Linked DNA regions of Oryctolagus cuniculus: region 2 is linked to region 1. A link is a contact called in public Micro-C data. All regions are on one chromosome and are shown on one strand. The core of a region is the stretch at or near the end of the contact, and the rest is flanking DNA. Distances in the headings are between cores, read along the strand shown.

The links. Hi-C and Micro-C count contacts between places; a contact is called where the count stands out from the background.
Region 2: a Micro-C map of ear pinna shows a contact between it and region 1, with 6 times the contacts expected there. The contact joins the promoter of NPAS4 here to the enhancer-like site in region 1. A contact is called at or near these places in 2 of 6 Hi-C or Micro-C datasets (ear pinna and an unstated tissue).

Annotation. Positions count from the first base shown.
Region 1 is chr1:5,093,912-5,096,611 of mOryCun1.1, reverse strand. All of the region lies in intron 13 of TOP6BL (TOP6B like initiator of meiotic double strand breaks), which reads left to right. Among named protein-coding and RNA genes, the nearest start is that of RCE1, 5.6 kb to the right of the region's middle. Within about 2 kb of position 1,256, at least 3 of the 8 cell types and tissues checked have an H3K27ac peak or open chromatin away from gene starts, as enhancers often do.
Region 2 is chr1:5,473,137-5,475,836 of mOryCun1.1, reverse strand. NPAS4 (neuronal PAS domain protein 4) reads left to right here and starts at 1,263. Exons shown (of 10, transcript XM_051854808.2): 1 at 1,263-1,617; 2 at 1,917-2,700.

The DNA.
Region 1 (2,700 bases), core at 7-2,506:
CCTCTACATCTTTTCTCCTCCTATCTCTACTGCCTGATTGGATGAGCAAGTTTTGGTGTCTTGGCACCCAAGGATCGTGGCATCCCGTGGATTTGCCATCCTCCTCTTGGGTGTAGCCCAAAAGGCAAGGCCAGTGGAAACCTGCTTGTAAGTGCACCCTTGACCACACCTTTTTTCATGGCTCTGTGTCCCTTCTACGGCGCTTTTTCCTTGGATTGTGTCTGCTGTTCCTTTCACCTGGTTCCCTGCAAATACTCTGGCCAGTTTCCCTTGAACTTGGAGGGCTGCTGCCCAGACCTTGAGCAAATAAAGCCAAGACCCATTGTGTCAGTCCCCTAGGGATTCTGTAAGAAACTGCCATCATCATGATGACTCAAAAACAACACACTTATTCTCTCACATTTATTCTCTGAAGTCCACAAGTCCAAAACCAGGGTGTTGGCAGGGCCACGTTTCCCCCAAGGGTGGGAGGGGAAAACCCTTCCTGGCCTCTTCCGGCTTCTGGTGGGAAGTGTTCCTTGGGCTGCGGTTTGTGTAATTCCAGTCTGTACCTCCATCTTTAGCCTTTCCCCATGTATCTTTCAAATCTCCCTCTGCGTTTTAAGGACATCTGTCATTGGACTTGAGGCTCACCCCAAGTCCAGGATGATCCAATCTCAGGATTGCTCATTATATCCACAAAGACCCTTTTCCCAGATAAGCTTACGGTCACAGGTTCTGGGGCTGTAACTTGGACATGGTGGGAGTACTGCAGCTATCCACATCTTCAGCTTTCTGGGGTAGGTTTAGGGTAGGTCACGGACCATTGTAGGACCCAGGGCCTAGGGCTCTTCAGCCTGTGAAGTTCTTTGCTTGGGCTTCTCTGATATCCCAGTGAGATCTCAAAGATAAGGATGTGACCTCTTTCACCCAGTTCCCTGGCTGCAGTGATGGCCGACAGCTCCAGGGCTATCCATAGCCGAGCTCACTTGGCAGATGGCTCACGACCTCAGGGTCTCACCAGAGGTAACAGGTCTTGGGAGGAAGTCCCCGACCTGTGCAAGGGTTTGCACATTAATGTCTGTAAAGATGTTTCTAGTGAGATCATAGTTTCACAGCTGAGGATGTGTATTGAGACCTCCTGGCTCCTGAGCCTAACACTGCTACCATGCAGGACTGGAAGGTGAGTCCAGGGACTGAGAGAGATTGGGGCCATCCAGGAGGGCCCATGTTTCCTGTGGTAATGGCCATTCAGAGATAGCTGACTTGTTAGTGGCTTAAGAGAGACACCCAGTGGTTTCAGCGAAGAACTACAAGATTGAGGATGGAGAGTCAAGATTCTTCCAGCTCTGGGCCAGTTCCTGTTTCCATTTCCAAACAGGAAGGTGGAACAGCACACCACCCATAGTGTTCGCGGAGAAATGGAAGAAGTAAGGGGAAACATGTTTAGCATTTTATAGAAAGCATTCTGGGAAAGGCCATGTGAGCATGGATTCCAGCCTGAGTACTGGACCAGAGTGGGCTTGGTGTTACAGACGAGGGTGGAACTGAGCTGAAGCTGCAACAGGGCGGCGGCTGCCCAGGAAGGGCGTTGTTTCCTGGGGGGTGAGGGTGGGCTCCAAGGAGGTGCATCCTGAGCACGGGGCTGTCTCTTCTGGGCCCAGATGCGAATGAAGGGGAAGTCCTCTGAGGCTCAGAGCTTATATCCCAATGCGGCTCGTTCCTTGGCAAGACCAAGGATAGGAGAAAGGTGTATCTATTGAGAATTTTCAGATTAGAGTGAATTTTTAAAAATTGAGGGTAAGCGTTGTAGCACACCAAGTTACCCATTGCTTGGGATGCCTGCATCCCGTATCAGAGTGCCTGGGATAAACACACACCTCCACTTCCGGTCCAGCGTCCTGCTAACACACACACTGGGAGGCAGCAGATGATGGCCCAAGTACTTGGGTTTCTGCCACCCATCTGGGCAACCTGGGTGGAGTTCCCGGATTCTGGCTCCCGCCGGCCCAGCCCTGACTGTTGTAGGCATTGGAGAGTGAACCAGCAGATGGAAGATTTCTGTTTCCCTCTTTTGCTCTGCATTTCAAATTAATAAATTTTAAAATGCTTTATCAAAAAAAGTTGGGAAGTTTCCTAATACTGTTTTCCTTCATACCCTTAAGGTGCCTGCCCCTTCAGTGTTAGTTAGAATGTAGAAATTGAAACTTGTTTTAGTAAACAATACATGGTAGAATACTTGAGATACAATTTATACACTGTAAAATTGTCCATTTTGAAGTGTCCAGTCCAGTGGTTGTCAGCAAATTCACCGTGTCATGCAGCTACCATCACTTAGTTCTAGAACACGTCCATCACACCAAAGGAAAACAACACCATTAACAGTTAGCTCCAGCGCCCCTCCGCCTCCCACCCCTGGCCACCACTAATCTACTTTCTGTATCTCTGGCTTTGCTTATTCTGAAATTTTTTTTTTTTTTTGACAGGCAGAGTGGACAGTGAGAGAGAGAGACAGAGAGAAAGGTCTTCCTTTGCCGTTGGTTCACCCTCCAATGGCCGCCGAGGCCGGCGCGCTGCGGCCGGCACACCGCGCTGATCCGATGGCAGGAGCCAGGAGCCAGGTGCTTTTCCTGGTCTCCCATGGGGTGCAGGGCCCAAGCACCTGGGCCATCCTCCACTGCACTCCCTGGCCACAGCAGAAAGCTGGACTGGAAGAGGGGC
Region 2 (2,700 bases), core at 14-2,513, 380 kb before region 1:
TCTCAGTCACGTTGGCGCCAGATGTTGAGGTGGATTTGTTTCTGGGAGGAGGAGTGTGGTGGGGGCAAGAGGCATGAAGTCACCACACAGACCCCGGCAGTCGGGTGAAAGCAGGCCAGAGGCGGGCAGCCCACACACTCATTTATTTCAGTTGGTACAGCTGCTTATATAGCCAAGGCAGCCAATCCGGTCAAGGGGCGGTCTATGCCCTAACCAATCACAGCCTGTTGCCAGTCACGCTCTGTTGCCAGGCAGTTTCTGAAATCATCCAATCACAGCCTATTGTCAGTCAGGCTCTGTTGTCATGTGGTTTCCGAAGCCATCCAATCACAGCCTGTTTCCAGGCAGTTTCTGTTGTCAGTGGCCGTCTTGGCATGGCCTTCTCACCTTCTCATTCCACCACACCACGGGTCTCAGATGGCCAACCCGGATGCCTTCCTGTCCAGGCACAGACAGGCTCAGTGTACACGGCCTTGTGAGAGCGATGCTGCGGTGCTGGCCAGTCCCGGGAGACAGGCCCCCCAGGTCGCGTTTGGGGACGTCAAAACGTGGGTCACTTCTGGATGGGCTTTTACAGCCGTTTCATAATGGCCGTGGCGTCAGGAAGGTCTCCCGGGGCTGTGCCCGGCTCCCCCGGCCTTGACTCCCCGTCAGAGGCCTGGGCTGCACCTGCCTGCCTGCAGCCTCCCACAAACCGCTTCACTGCTCTGAGCCTCAGCTTGCTCATCTGTAGAATGGGCATGACTTTAATTCGCACTGCCTCGCTCATCTCAAGGGAATGAGAGGCAAACCCAAAGACACCATGGCTCCCCAGCACCTTCCACACCGTCGCGCGTGGCTCTGCCCCTTGCTGCTGTGGGAACTCAGGAAAAGTTGCCACGAGTGGCAGCCTCGCCTGCTCTCGCCTGTAAAACGGCAAGAATAATATTCTGCACTGCAGAGTGGCCGCGATCCCGAAAGGAAGCGTCGCGGGAGGAGCGCCCAGCCCTGTGCCTGCCCTCCACGTGGACTACGATGTAGCTAGAGGCCGCAGTTTTTATTAAGATTCTTGCGTGGCCTGCGGAGTCCTTCTGTGCAATTCCCCTCGCGAACGCCAGAGGGCGACCTAGACGGCAGCACGCCCGCCACACGCACCCCGGGCGCAGCGCCGTCGTCGGCCGCGCGGTGGCGCTAGGCCACAGACGGTGCGCTCCCCGCAGCGCAGAGCGCACGCCGTCGCCATGGAGCCGTGATGCGGGCGAGGGGCGGGGGGCGGAGGGAGGGAGGCCCCGGTGACGTCCGCGCTGCTCGCGGCCCCGTCTCCCGCGGCCTCCCTCTCCTTGCCTATTTTGGAAGAGATGCTGATGCGCGCGCGCTGGCGCCTTTTTAAGGCAACCGGCGGAGTGGCGGCTCCGCCAGAGCCCGCGCGCTGCCCCCGCCCCCGAGCGGCGAGCCCGGCGCGGGGCCCGGGCCCGGGAGCCCCCGGCGGCGTCCGCCCCATCCCCCGCCCCTAGTGCCCTCGGCCCCCCGTGGGCCCCCTCCGGCCGCCGGGACACGAGGGTGGGGGGCTGCCCCGCGCCCCTCGCCCCCTCCCCCTAGGAGCCCCGCGAGGAAGTTCGGGGACCCTCTCTGGACCAGGTGAGGACGGCAGCAGCCTCGGGGCTCCCCGGGACTCAGCCCACCTGTCTTCAGCCCAGCCCTCACCTTGCTCCCCTCGGGCCCAGTCTGGAGCCAGATCACGACCCTAGGGAAAGCCGGTCCACCCTTCTCCTTAAACTGGAGCCTGCGGGAAGAGCCGTGATTGGCTCGGGCCAGTGGCCACTTCCCGGACAAGCAGGGGCCAGAGCCCGGTGGGGGGCCGGGGAGGTCAGTCCCCTGGGCCTCAGTGGTGAGGGGAGCTGGCACAGGGACCTCCCTGGCCCTGTCCCGCACCCCAGGGCGCCCGGCGGCCTCCCCCCGACCCAGTGCGCTTCGGGCTCGATGGCCACCCGGACAAACTCGATGATCCTGTGGACGCTGTCACCGACCAGCCGCTGTGCCCCGCTCTGCTTCCATCGAAGGCTTCCTGCAGCCCGGCTGCTCTCTGGAACCCCACTTTGCCCAGACGTCAGAGTGTGCACCTCGGGGTGGAGGTGTGGCTGCCGGGCCCCTGCAGGGGCTCCGTGGACCCAGCCCCCCGGAAGCCTGCGTTCTCCCTCCATCTCGTGATGTGCCCAGGAGCGCTGGGAGGTGCCTGGCGTTCCCAAGGAGCTGTGGGGGGGGGGGGGTCTGGACGTCTCTGGGCCCCTGCTCTGGACGAGGACTGGGGATCCAGAGGTGGACCCGATCCAGCGCAGCACCTGCGGGCTCGGTGTCTGCGACAGCTCGCCCTGGAGCCTTGAATGGCACTTGCCAAGGACACCGTAGCCAGGCGGAGCACAGATGCGCAGGAGTGGAGACTGAGGCACCCTCGGTGAGACACGATTCGCCAAAGCCACACAGCAGCCCGGGGCCACGCCCCCAGCCCCGCCTCCTGCCCGGCACCTAGACCAGGGCTCAGTCCTCGGTCAAGTTCCCTGCGCCAGGAGCCAAGGACCTGGTGCGGTGGCCGTGTTGGCTGTGTCCCTTGGTCACCTCCTCCCCTGCTCTGATGACCTCTCAGGGGCCCCCACTCCAGCTGTGGGTCTGGGGTCCTCAAGCCCGGCCCTGGGGCCCCTCCGTGTCTGGCTGGGAGACCCCGGT